Regions from separate parts of the Mus musculus genome. Here region 2 is linked to region 1. Evidence: chromatin contacts called from public promoter capture Hi-C data. All regions are on one chromosome and are shown on one strand. Each heading gives the region's core, a stretch centred on a gene start, on an enhancer-like site or on the middle of the called end of the contact. The rest is flanking DNA. Distances are from core to core; before and after follow the strand shown. Region 1 holds the start of Pde4dip (phosphodiesterase 4D interacting protein (myomegalin)). Region 2 holds the start of Adam30 (a disintegrin and metallopeptidase domain 30).

Region 1 (6,817 bases), core at 2,739-5,238:
GGATCTCTTTGACTCACAGTTCTCAGAGCTGCAGGTCAGAGGGTCTGTTACATTTGTTTCCACACTCTCTCTTATTTCCTTCGCTCCGTGGATCCAGGAGTGCCTTCATTCCTAACTGAGAAATCCTTAAATCCCACATTCTCACCACCATGGCCTGAGCTCTGGCCCTTAACGCCTCTGCCCTGAATTTCTTTCGATAGCCTTTCCGTGATCCCATCTCTTCACTTATTACACCCATCTCCCGTATTTGTGACTCACACAAAAAGTAGGTTAGACACTGTTTCAACACTTGCCAAAGTGGCTGGGGAGGGGAAAATGGTAGCAATCTTGGTTCCTTGAGCAAGCGATCACAATTTTTTTCTTAGTGTTGTTTAGAAATGAACAGTTTACCTAATGCGGAGGTTCTATTGCCTAGACTGAGAAGCACAGATGTCTAAAGTGTTTCTTAAGAGCGCTGGTGCTGAGCTCCTAGTCTAAAAGAGTCTGCTTGCACTGGCCAGGAGTGGAGTCTCTAGGCCAAGTCTTTAAGCCTTACCAGATGCTTCTAACACATAGACAAGACTGAAAGCTACTAATTTACAGTGTGGATAGACAGGCACTTCTGCTTTCAAAGAGCATGAAATAACAGGGTCTATGGTTTTATTCTGAAATGCTCCTCCTCCAGGCTTATGGTTTGAGCATGTGTTTCTCAGTTGACAGTGCTGTCTGGAGGCCACGAGACCATTAACTTTAGAAGGTAGTGCCTGGTAGTGGAGGTAGGCCACTAAGCAAATGGCCTTTTGAAGGCCTTTTGCTGCTGCTTCCTTGACCTTGGAATTCCCAGCCTCCCGGCTCAAGGAAATAAACTTCTGTGCTCTATAAACTATCCAGCCTTAGGTAATATGTTCTAACACCGAGTGAAACACTGACTGTGAACCTTGTCATTTGTAATGTAATCTTTACTGTTAAGGCCAACTGATTTAGAGAAGAAATGTGTGGACACAAGGGAGACTCAAGGATTCCCAAAGAAACCAGTCTATAACCTGTCTATAACCAGTCTATAACCTGGTTAACGGTGCTTACTTACTACAGATAGGGGAGAAGGCGTACAGAAGAAAGAGGATGGTGGTCAACTGTTTGAGGAAGAAAGGGCTCCTTCATGTCCTGGGTACTCTGGAGCTCTCATTTATTCCCTAGAAAATTAAAATCTACTGACAACTCTGCTCTTACTTCAAACAAATGTAGCAAGTATGTCACAGGACTTCCCTGAGCTAACAGAAGAGAAACTGCATTCCTGCATATATATATATAAAAAACCTTTATTATAAATTAATAATTTGCTATCAAATTTCGGGTGGTAGTGATGTGGATCTGTCAACCTAAGAAACAGTTAGGTTGAAGGCAGGACTCTGACACATTTTCTAAGTAATGCCACACTGCCGCCTCACAGGACTCAGCCAGCTTTCCAGGAAGAGACCATCTTTGATTTTATTTTTCTCCATCCATCTGGCTGCTTTAACGTTTGCTCCACGCTATAATGTTATGTCCATAGTTTAGAGCTGAGGCTCCAGAAGTCATTTGCATCAAGATAAGTTCTAGCCATCACCATCACTACTCAACCAACAGCACAAGTTAAACAAGGGTAGTAGCCACTGATGTTGACCAGCTGAGACTCAGGAAACCATGACTCCCCCACCCACCTTTGACACAGTAGCATCCATTAGAACCTTTGACAAGGTAGCATCCATTAGAACCTTTGACACAGTAGCATCCATTAGAACCTTTGACACAGTAGCATCCATTAGAACCTTTGACACAGTAGCATCTATTAGACCTCTGCTCTTACAGCTGCTGTGGAAAGTCTGCTTCCAGCTCCTAGAATGTTTATATTTTGTTTTAGTTCTGTTTTTTTTTTGTTTTGTTTGTTTGTTTGTTTTTTCAGAGACAGAGTCTCTCTGTGAAATAACCCTGCTTGTCTTGGAACTTGCTCTATAGACCAGGCTAGCCTCAAACTCACAGAGATCTGCCTGCCTCTGCCTCCTGAGAGCCAGGCTTAAAGGCATGCACCACCACTGCGCAGCTTTGATTTGGCTTTTTATTGATTTTTATTTGAAATTACAGTTATTTGCTTTTTAGTTAACATAAACAATGATGGGATAATTAGGATTTCTTATTTAATTATTTACGGGATTTGGGGTTTTGTTTTTCGTTTTTGAGACATAATTTTGCCATGTGGCCCAGGCTGGCTCATTACATAGATATGGACAGCAGGGTGCAAGCCTATAATATCAGTTGAGGCAACTGAGGGGGCTGAGGCAGGAAGATCATGAATTTGAGGCTAGCCTGGGCTATGTAAGAAGATCATATTGCAACACCTTACTGCCATAATTTAGAGAAACATATGTTAGTTAGCCCTACGAAATGTCTATTGTCAATGACAGTGAGATAGGTCACCCTCTATGATGAGTGTTTCTTTCCAGATAAAAAGTTCCGCTACTATATAGAGAGCAGGGGAGAAGCTATGAAATTTTAGAAGCATGTGTATGTGAATATACAGATTTATTTTTGGTCAAAGTTCACTCACATTTTTAAAACATAATTACATTTGGGCTAAAGTTTCACTATATATGTATATGGATGTCTCTTGCTTCATCCTTTAATTCCAATAATTTATTATGCATTTCTTAATAGAAACATGATGATCCCTTTAACTACTGTATAATCGAATCTTTGACTACATTTTCTTGCATAAATAGGTGTAGTACAATGAATGAAAGCAATTATGTTTCTTTGAATAGACAGACTCTATTTTCTAGTTCACAGATCCAGCCGACTCCGGAGTATGCAATACAAACCCAGCAACCCTTCCACTCTGAGGTCAAAACTCTTCTAATCCAAACCCCGATCCCATTCATAGGAAACTGAGGCCTAGAAAAGTCCCAGTTAGTTAAAGGCAAAGTAAAGACTTGAACCCACCATTGCCTTTCGATTTGAATGATAAGTACTGGCATTCCACGGGGGGGGGGGGGGGGGGGGGGCAGGGAGGGGGGTACAGAGGGAGGAGCTAAAAATTCTATGTCAAAGACGTGCTTACTTTAAAAATGGCAGCCATACAATCTGTCTCTTCTTTTGGAAATATTAATATGACAGATTTTCATCTTGCTGTTGCTACATGACGAACACGGGACCTAATCTGCCGGGTGTTTTCTAGGCCAGAGTGGAGGAAGGGTCTGGGTTCAGGTGGAGCTAGCGGCCCAGAGCATCCAGCCAACAGGCCCAGGCCGGGCTCCAGTGCTTCAAAGGAAGAAAAGGGCATCACCAATCTCCCTGCTGTTTCCAGCTAAGGCAAATAAATAAATATCCAAGGAAGAAGAGACTAAAAAAGGCAAAGATGAGAGCTCTGCAAATCCCCTAACTAGCCCAGCTCCTGAGTCACCTTTCCTTTGGCTCAGCCCAGCAGGTGTTGCCTCCAGCCTCACCCACATCGGTACAGATCAAGCAAAGACCTTAGGATAGAAACCTGGATTCCCACCATTTCTCCTGTGCATCATCAGCTGCACCTCCCAGCTATGCTCAACCCTGTCCTGTCGATCCTATTCGCTCCTGGGCCCCCCATCTCTAGCGTGCTCGCCAAACCTTCCCCAGTAACCTCCCGTGACAGCATAGATCTCCTGCCAAGCCCCCCAGCCCTGTCTAGCGAACCGTGCACCAGCACCCCTGTACCACAGCACACCAGCACCCAAGCGCCGCAGCTTCCCCTGCTCCCGCGGCAGATGCTGGCCACGTCTTACCTCATCCAGGGTGCCGCCGAGGCTGCCTCCTCCTCCTCTGCCGCCACCGCCCAGCTCCCAGCCCGCTCTGGGGGTCTTCGTTCCCGGCTGGAGGGCTGCCGTGGAGACTGGCGAGGTGCGTGGTGAGCCCAGCACGGCGGCGGCGCGTGGTGGCAGATGGACCCGCTGTCCGTGCGCTTCATGGTTCCGAGGCCTGGGCACTGTGCCCTTGCTATGATCTCTGCGTGGTTTCTTTTGGTTTCACCGGCTGCCCAGGCGCATCCTCCCAGCGTGGAAGAGCATCCAACCCAGATGCTGCGGCTGTGGCTGAGACGCGGCCAGGTTCTGCCTCCCGCGAGGCTGTCTGCCAACTGCTCCGCCCAGGCGCTTTTGGTCCTTCTGCTACACACGTAGCTGCCCTGCATCCTCTAGCATCTCCGCTTCGTTCTCCATCTGTGACCTCAGCCTGGCACTATTGTCATTTCCAGACCTCACTACTGCCTTTTCGTTCTGTGCATTCCAATGTCACCTTCCCCAGTTTCTAAGCTTAAAGAAGTCCCTGACAGGAGAGATGGCTCAGCGGGTAAAGGCATGTGCTGCTAAACCCTATGTTCAATTCTGGGAACCACATGATAGAGTCTGACACCCTCAAGTTGTCCTCCGACCTTTACATGTTCGCTGTGGCACACACACACACACTCACACACTCACGCAGAGAGATAATAAATAGATAAACAAATAATGACTAAATAAACTGTGATGAGTTTTAAAAAGTTCCCCCTGTTCTCAAACCTCTAGATACTTTCCGGGTATGCTCTCTCCCTCCCTAAATTGGCCATCCTTTTATAATTAAACTGTCCCTTTGCTGACTCCTGAGAATTCTACTCCAGCTTGTTGGCTAGCATCTTCTTTGCCCCATCTTCTAGAACCTTGTTTTGTTTGTTTGTTTGTTTGTTTGTTTCAGCATTGTCTTTGGTTATTGGAGGTGGGGAGCACTGTCCTGAAAAGCTGTTACTTTTTTCCAAGTTGAGATTTTCTGATGGTCATTTTCTAAGAACGCTTAACAAACAAACAGTATCCACCATCAGACCAAGTGAGTGCTGTCATTTAAAAACAAACAAAACCACACACACACACACACACACACACACACACACACACACACACACACACACACACACAGAGGTGTGGTGGAGCAGACCTTTAATCCCCGCCCCTGAAGGAAGAGGCAAGTGGATCTCTGTGAGTTCCAGGACAGTCTAGGTTATAAAGCAAATTCCAGGTCGGCCAGGGCTGCATAATGAGACCATGTCTCAAAATGAAAAACGTTACCAAGACAAACTGGTTTATCCTTGTGATCTCAACTATTTGGGAGGCAGAGGCAGGAGGATCAGAAGTTCAAGGCTAGCCTATCTCAATACAAAATGAAATGGGACCAGGAGATAACCCATTGGTAAGCACTTATACCCTGTGTGCAAGGTCTGGGTTCTGTCCCCAGTACTTACAAACACACAACCGATAGGCTGACTAAATCCTCCCTAAGTGGCCATTCCAGCAGCCTGCTTCTTATACTCTACATCTCTCCCCCAAAGAACAGAGATGAGACAGTTTCCAGCAACGCTGACAGCTTCTCCCACACTGTCGTATACAGCACCAGGCCACTAGGCAAGCAAAGTTTGTCTTTGTGGCTGTGCGCTGTGGATGGAGAAGTTCTTAGGCAGCAGCCATGATGGACTCAACACAAACAAAGCCCAACTTATCCCCACCATCCTTCCCTGGAGTCCCCCCCTCCCCCCCCACGCCCCCCTGTGGTCTGGTTTTGTTTTTTGTTTTTTATCTCTTATCTCAGACCTATCAGCCACCCAGCTACCAGAGACGCAAGCCTGAAGGTTGCCAGAGATAAAGCTCTTGTGCATCCATCCACACAGCCTCTGGTTCTTTGTCACCCATCTTTATCTTGCGCATCCACACAGCCTCTGGTCACCCATCTGTATCTCTAATTGCTCCTCCCCAGCACAATCGCTGCTGCCTCCAGAAAATTAAGTTATCAATCGGTGCCTCATCGTTCTTAATCTACATCTCCCTGGCCTTTCCAGTCTATCTCATCTGGGCTGTTTATCTTACCAGAGGATTTGACGGAAATCTTCTAGTCTGTATCTCCTCTTTCTCCTTGGGCGCTAACTCCATCTGTGACCGACCCGCATGTTATCCCATTCCCGTAAGTCCTTCCGTCTTTGAGCCTTTCTCAGGCTTTCTCATCCAGTTTGTTTTATATGGAACCATTTGATGTCTATGCTCCCATCTGCAGCCCATGTTTTACCTCCTGGTTTTCTGTAATGGGTTCGAATTTCATTCAAGGAGTCATGTATTAAGACAAACCTTTTTACACAACACCAGCCAGCAAGACTGAAAAGAAAACCACACAAGGCTCAAGGAGAGAGCGCTTGCCTAACATGAGATCTTGGGTTTGACTTGGAGCCGAGGAAGAAAAGACTTTGTTAGCATAAGGAAAGTAGTAATTTGTGAATGCCTGCTTAAAAAAAATTAAAATCTCATCATTACTAGATAAAATGAGAAAATGTGGTACCATAACATTTTGTCCCAATCACCTCCACTAAGAATCTATTACAGGATCCTAAGGTAAATTTGAGAAAGGGCTGATGGGACAAGTTACAGGTTATTTGCTTTCCAGAGCTGTTTGGATTGCTAGCTTTAGTACTGTCTCCGTTCCCCAGAAATTGTTGCACACCTAGGGAACAGGGGGCACATTGAATTGCTTCATGGCCCTGTTTCCATATTCAACTAGTCCTTCGGCACTCTCGAGTGGGTTTAGAAAGGAGGGGTATAGGGCAACTGTGTGAGCGTGACCCCGGCAGCAGGGACTTGAGGACAAAACACTGTGAAATAACCCGAGAAAGACAAGAAACAATCTAAGCGTATAAAGCCAAATCCAAACAATCTAAAATTATGCAAGAGTAAAGCTCCATGACGCAAGCATCCGAGTGTCAACTGAGTCTACTGACTTGTTTTCCCCCACAAAATATAAGCTACCGGAAGCTTAGGAGATG
Region 2 (6,817 bases), core at 1,240-3,739, 270 kb after region 1:
AGTGATGTCTTAAAATGTAGGATTTCTATATTTCTTATGGTGGAGGGAGTCTGGGGAGCAATGGTCAGGGGATAACTCAGCCTTTCCCCAGCTACTCTGTCTGCTGCCATTGTTTGCATTCTTGACAGTGTTCTGCAGCTTTCACAGTAGAGGAGACACAGGTTCTCTCCTGGCTCCTGGGTTCCCTTTGCCATGTCCTCATTCTCACTGCCAGAGGCTGAGCTCACAGAGCATGCTGCGGGGGGCTGGGGGGGCGGGGGGGGGCTGGCCTGACCCTCCCTTACCTTCTTACCCCACAGTGCTGTGTACAACGTGGCTCTGCCTCAGCAGTGCCCAGCCTCCTGCTGGGGAGTCCCACCCGTGGGGCAGCTCAGCCCCTGAAGGCTGGCCAGGCTCTCAGTCTGGCTTCCCAGCAGCAGATGAGAATGGTCAGAACCCTGTCCTTTTTAACTTTCCTTTCTGTCCATACCAGCTTCCTCCTTGCCCAGCTAAAGAGGTGAGCTGGTTTTGCTAAGTAATCTCCAGTTAGTTAGTTAGTTAGTTAGTTAGTTAGTTAGTTACCTACATCCTGGTGTCTGCTTTAGCTCACGAGCTCTTGCCTGAACCAGCTCACACGGTTACAGTAGCCCTCATTTGGCTAAATTCAGCGTTCCTGGACCCCTGCTTAGCTCCCCTTCAACCTGCCCTTCCTTTTCCAAACCCAGTCCTCAGCCCACCCCCAAGCCTCTTCTTTTAGCGTGGCCATGCATCCTAGGTTTTCTGGGGTCTCTTATTTGGTCTCCTTGCCTGCTTTCCCTCACACAGTTCCATGGAGGAATGTGATGGGATGCTCTGCTGATGTGAGGCTCTGCTGATGGTGCTGGGATGGACCTAGCCCAAGTTATGTTACCTTAGGATGTCCACATACCTGACCACATTTAAAATTCTATCTGGGAAGGGGAATATCATTTGAATGTAGACACATAAAGTAAATTTAAAAAAAAAAAGTTAAAATGAAAAAGAAAGTCTGTCTTTTCAGGTGACTAGCTCTCTCTCTCTCTCTCTCTCTCTCACACACACACACACACACACACACACACACACACACACACACACACACACACCAAAACAAAGAACCAAAACTTCACAACTGGCCAAAGTGCAGAGACTAAGAGTCTATGGAGTGCTCAGCCACAGAGGTATCTGTCACACCCTACACCACCCTACAGGTCTCAGGGGCCATCTAGGAAAAGAGGGTGAAAAGACTGTAGGAGCCAGATGCGGAAGGGGACCAAAGGAAACAGCATCCTCTAGGCATGATGGGATCTCCACAATTATGAGTGCAGAGCAGCTGTGGCTGCCTGCACAAGATCAAGATAATTAACGTTCCAGCCTGGAGGGCGGAAGGGCTGGCAAGCTGCCACCTCTGAGTATGGCGACAGCCTTTTCAATGCTCATGTCTTTCATTCAGGGAAAGTTCTCTGAGGCCTTCACCCCTCCATAAGTGCTGTGCTTTTCTCTCATACTCCTCCCCTCCCTTTCCTTCTCAGCCCAGAGTCATGCCTTCTGCCACACATTTTTCTTCACCATCGTTTTGTCATCTGTCACCTGTGCATAGTCATACTACAGTTATATTCACCATGTACCTTTCTCAGAATACCCCTGGATTTCTCCCGACCCCAACAAGTGCTTACTGAGCATGGCAACACTATCATGAAAATTCTTGACCAGCAGCAAAAGAGGCAAAAACCATCGTTTTCTAGTTCGGCCATAGAACTCTGAAAAGCCAGCAGCTGGAACCCTGGGGCAGGAGGGTGGGATGTGGAATCTGGGACTATCTGACTCGTGTCTTCAGCTTCTTGGAGAGACCCACCAGAAAATGGGGCACACTTACTAGTGAGGTGTGGGAGGTGCTATCAAATGTGGGAGTTTTTTGTTTTGTTTAGTTTTGTTTTTTGTTTTGTTTTGGTGGTGATGGTGCTTTTGTTATTGTTGTTTGTTTGAAACAGAGTTTCTCTGTGTAGTCCTGGAACTCACTCTGGAGACCAGCCTGGCCTTGAACTCACAGAGATGTGCCTCTGCCACTCAGAGTTCTGGGATTAAAGGCATGTTCCACAACCAACGGCCAAAACATGTGAATTTTTTTCTGTTCTCCTGTAGACAGGCTCCATAAGTTGTCTTCTGAGCCAATTTCCCTATTCTTTCTCCATTTTGGACACTACAACCACCCCTCCGCATCCCACATATTCAGAACACGCTGTAGCGTGCTCTTTATTCTATCGTGCTTGTCTCCCTCTATTTTTTTTTTTCCCGAGACAGGGTTTCTCTGTATAGCTCTGGCTGTCCTGGAACTCACTCTGTAGACCAGGCTGGACTTGAACTCAGAAATCCATCTGCCTCTGCCCCCTAAATGCTGGGATTAAAGGCGTGCGCCACCACGGTCTCCCTCTATTCTTAAGCGCGAGCTTAATTCACTGCCGGGTTAGGGGTTGGGGGTGGGGGAGGAAAACGGAACTGGATGCGTTAGGTAAGGGGCGCGCCTGGGGAAACCCGCCATCTAGGCCCTGAGAGTCCCGTTTTCCCAGGAAAGCCTGCCAGAGGAGCAGTGCGCCTGGGGCTCCTGCGCTTATAGAGGAGTCCCATGGAAATCTGATGCACAAACCAGGCTGGAGTTGCTCCTGCTACTCCTGGGTCCAGGACAAACCAAGCGGGGATAAATAGAACAGATCATGAGGTCAGTGTGGGCCTTCCTGCCCCAGCACCGCTGGCTGTTTCTGACGATGCTCTTTCATGAGGCTGTAGGCGAAGAAGACCTACTATTTGACCCTGACTGGGGCTTTGACTCATATGAAATCACCATTCCCAAAGTAATAAGCTTTAAGAAAGGGGCGCAGGGTGTAGACAGTTCTTTGTCATACCTCTTACAGATAGAAGGCAAGGCGCGTGTTGTTCACCTGCGACCCAAGAAGTTACTGTTGCCAAGACATCTGCCAGTTTTCTCCTTCACTCAAGAGGGCAGTCTGATAGAGGATTATCCGCATATACCAGACCAGTGTAATTACGTGGGCTCCGTGGAAGGCTCTCAGGAATCCGAATCTACTCTGAGTACATGCATGGGAGGTCTGCGAGGCGTACTGAACATTGACTCCAGATACTACCAAATCGAGCCCCTCAGGGCCTCTTCCAGTTTCGAACACGTGGTGTATCTCGTAACTGAGGACAACTTTAACAATGAGACTTGTGGTGTGGTTGATGAAGAAACAGGTGGGCAAACAGCCGAGGAAGAGGAGATGGCTAGGATAAGTAGTTTTCATCAGTCCTACAAGCACCAAAGGTACCTGGAACTGGTCATGGTCTTTGACCTGGATAGATTCGTGTTTGCCCGTGGCAATATGTCTAGGATGGTGGATGACGCCATTCTTTTGGCTTCAATTGCAGACACCTACTTTCAGGATGTCAGCTTGAAGATTCAACTGAAAGCGCTTGAAGTCTGGACATACTATAATAGAATACGTCTTTATTATCCCAGTTTATCTGAAGTTTTAGGTCAATTCGTGCATTACAAAAGAAACTCAATGCATCACCGGCTTCCCGCGGACTGGTTCCATTTATATATTGCGAGAAGATATATAGATGCTAATGCATGGTCCTGGGGAAGAGCCTGTGAAGAATTCCATGCTGGATCAGCAAGCAGCTTCCTCAATGTTAATATCCTTGGGCCTGCTACTTGGACTGCTCATGAATTGGGCCATTGTGTGGGGATGATACATGATGAGGAATTCTGTCAGTGTAGAGGTAGGAAGAGCTGCATCATGGGGACAGGACGTACAGGGTTTAGTAACTGTAGTTACCATCAGTATTTTTTACACGCATCTTATAAAATGTCCTATTGTCTGTCTGACTTCCCAAAGCTACATATCGTAGAGAGGTGTGGAAATAAAATTGTGGAAAACAAAGAGGAATGTGACTGTGGTTCTAAAGAAGACTGCAAAAAAGACCTGTGCTGTGGGCCGGACTGTAAATGGAAAGAAGGTGTCAACTGCTCCTCTGGGCTTTGCTGTCATAAATGTAACTTCCTTCCATCAGGATATGTGTGTAGGAAGGAAGTGAATGAGTGTGACCTCGAAGAGTACTGTGATGGGACCTCAGGTGTCTGTCCAGATGACTCTTACAAGCAGGATGGAACTCCATGCAGAAACGGAGGCTTTTGTTTCCGTAAGGGATGCAGATCCAGGTACCTGCAGTGCCAGTCTATCTTTGGGCGTAAAGCCAAGGAGGCCCCTCACCAGTGTTACGAAGCAGTGAACATGTTAGGTGACCAGTCTGGGAACTGTGGCATTGTAAATGCTACCCGATATACAAGGTGTCATAGAGGCAACACAATCTGTGGCAGGCTACAGTGTATCAATGTTAAAGCCCTCTCCAAATTTCCAGATCACACCATTATACTGTCCACTTATCTGAGGGGAGATAATCTCATTTGCTGGGGCACAAGCTATCATGGAACCATGATACCCCATGGGGTACCTGACATAGGTGACATTAGTGATGGTACCTCCTGTGGTCGTAATCGGGTGTGTCTTAACAGGACTTGTGTGGACTACACCAACCTGAAGTTTGACTGTTTACCTGACAAGTGCAATAGCCGAGGTGTTTGCAACAATAGAAAGAATTGCCATTGCTCATATGGCTGGGAACCCCCATTTTGTGTAGAGGTAGGATACGGTGGGAGCCTTGACAGTGGGCCTCCTGGACCCAGGATAGAAGTACTTTCAACGACTAGTGCTCTGTACATGTTGCGTACTATCTTATTCCTCGTCTCCATGATTGTTGTGTGTTTGGGGCAGCTGATAAGAAATTTGTTTCGTAATCGCCGCCGTAATCTCCAGCAAAAAAATCCAGCTGAGACGCAGGGGAAGAAGAGGTGAGAGGGAGCGACTGGTAGGCGAGGAGGGAGAGGGAATTGTGATCAGGATGTAAAGTAAATACACTAATGAATGAATGAAAAATAATCCCTTTGTTTTGTATTCACACAGGGGTGACTTTGGCACTTGGAGTGGCATTTTTGTATTCATGGCTCATGTTAAAGTCCTACTATCTGCAATACATTGTAGTGGGACTTTCTGGATCCTCCAGTTAAATGATGACACCGAGACTTATTAATTTGTTTGATAGCTTAGGCCTTTAGCTGGGCAGACTCTGAGCTATTGACTATCCTAGCCCACGACCTGCCACATGCCTAGTTACCTCTCTGCGTCTGCTCACATCTGGCCACCGCTTTGTCCCGCTGGTGAATCCCTGCTTCTAATGGTTTTCTCCCAGAGACCCTATCTCAGTTCAGAAGCTCTGCCTTCCCCTTTCTGCCTAGCTGTTGTCCACCAGTTCTTTATTAAGCCAATGGACAAGCGAGGGAGGTGACTGTTTATGCAGTATAAGGCAGGTGAGAAGCCATAAGAATAACAGTTCTCAGCTCTCTGCTGGTACAGCAGTCAATGGTTGGATATACAGAGACAACCTTCACACAGTGCATCCCAACAATCTATAGATCTTGCTTGGGATCCTTATTTAAGTATTTGATCAATGCTATATAGCTGGGTCACAACAATAATTTGAGATTCCCCTGCTTATCACTGATGCAATTCCTAGGCTTCTTTCTCAAAGACAAAAACTATAAAAACTCCCCAGGAGCAGAGTGTAACAGAGTGTGGTTAAATCTGTACCGTAAATTTCTTCCTAATATTAGTGTAATTTACTTACATTATTTTTACTTAAGCCACCCATAAGGGCATTAAAATATAAAACATGATTCAAATGTTAAAAAAAAAAGCAAAACCAAAAATAAAACAAAACAAAAATAGCCAAGACTCTATCTAAAGCAAAGAAGGTCAGGTCATAAATGTGACCAGCAATCCTGTCATCTAATATATTTGGTCATTTAACAAGTTCACCATTTATTCAAATGACTCTTCATTATTTTCCCAGAATGATATCGTGCAAATTTCCCATACATTTCAAATCAGCAAAAATAAACTATATTATTGTTTGGAAACAAAACAGTGCAATTTCTCCTCAGGATTCGGTTTCCCTTCAATTTGGGATCAAGCGTTCCATTACCTGAAAAGATGGCTAATGGTCTGTCTGAGTGCAGTCCCTGTCAGAGGACACCTGTGATGTTCAGAGTACAGCCCTGTCTTAGCATCCTGATGAAGGAAGCTCATTTCTCCCCTGAGTATCTTTCAGCTTCTTTGATGCTAGTATCTGCACCTGCTGCATGCACCTGTGCACCTGCTGCATGCACCTGTGCACCTGCTGCAGGATATACTTGGTGATAACACATTTTATAAGTTAGAAGAACAAACAAACACAAGTTAGAAGGGTTGATCCCTTCAGCGAGACTTTCCGTCATGTCTCTTCTGGTGGGTACAGACAATTCTGTCTGTCCCTGTGTGTTTCAGATGAGGTGAGCACAGATAGGCCCACTATCCTAAGCAATCATAACACCTGTATTCTGTATAGTCTATAGATGTCTGCCCCCAGCAGTCTCTTAACATGGCTGCTAACAAAAAATCATGTTTGCTGCATGGTTTGGGCTACTTTTGTGTATCAACTTGACAGACGCTGAAGCTCTCTGTGAAGAGGGAACCTCTGTTGAGAAAGAGTCTCAGTCAGATTGGCCTGTCCGTAAGTCTGGGGAATCATTTTCTTGATTCATGCTTGCTGTGGAAGGATCCAGCCCAGTGTGGGTGGTGCCACCCCTGGGCAGGTGGTCCTGGGTGCTTTGAAAACACAAACGGAGTAAGTCCTGAGGAGGAAGCCAGTAAGCAGCACTCCTCCATGG

What was found. Promoter capture Hi-C pulls out the DNA fragments that hold promoters and counts their contacts.
Region 2: a contact with region 1 is called in a promoter capture Hi-C map of neural stem cells. The contact joins the promoter of Adam30 here to the promoter of Pde4dip in region 1. A contact is called at or near these places in 15 of 39 promoter capture datasets (the 3T3-L1 cell line, the C10 cell line, the HPC-7 cell line and 12 more), 1 of 15 datasets of contacts at CTCF or cohesin (stem cell-derived epiblast-like cells), 3 of 484 Hi-C or Micro-C datasets (bone marrow-derived macrophages and embryonic stem cells), 4 of 115 datasets of contacts at active chromatin or transcription factors (embryonic stem cells and stem cell-derived neural progenitor cells) and 2 of 9 other capture datasets (embryonic stem cells and liver).

What each region holds. Positions count from the first base shown.
Region 1 is chr3:97,884,719-97,891,535 of GRCm38.p6, forward strand. It overlaps Pde4dip (phosphodiesterase 4D interacting protein (myomegalin)), which reads right to left and starts at 3,989. Exons shown (of 47, transcript NM_001289701.1): 1 at 3,771-3,989. The coding sequence starts at 3,952.
Region 2 is chr3:98,158,145-98,164,961 of GRCm38.p6, forward strand. It overlaps Adam30 (a disintegrin and metallopeptidase domain 30), which reads left to right and starts at 2,490. Exons shown (of 1, transcript NM_027665.2): 1 at 2,490-6,025. The coding sequence starts at 2,709. The coding sequence ends at 4,907.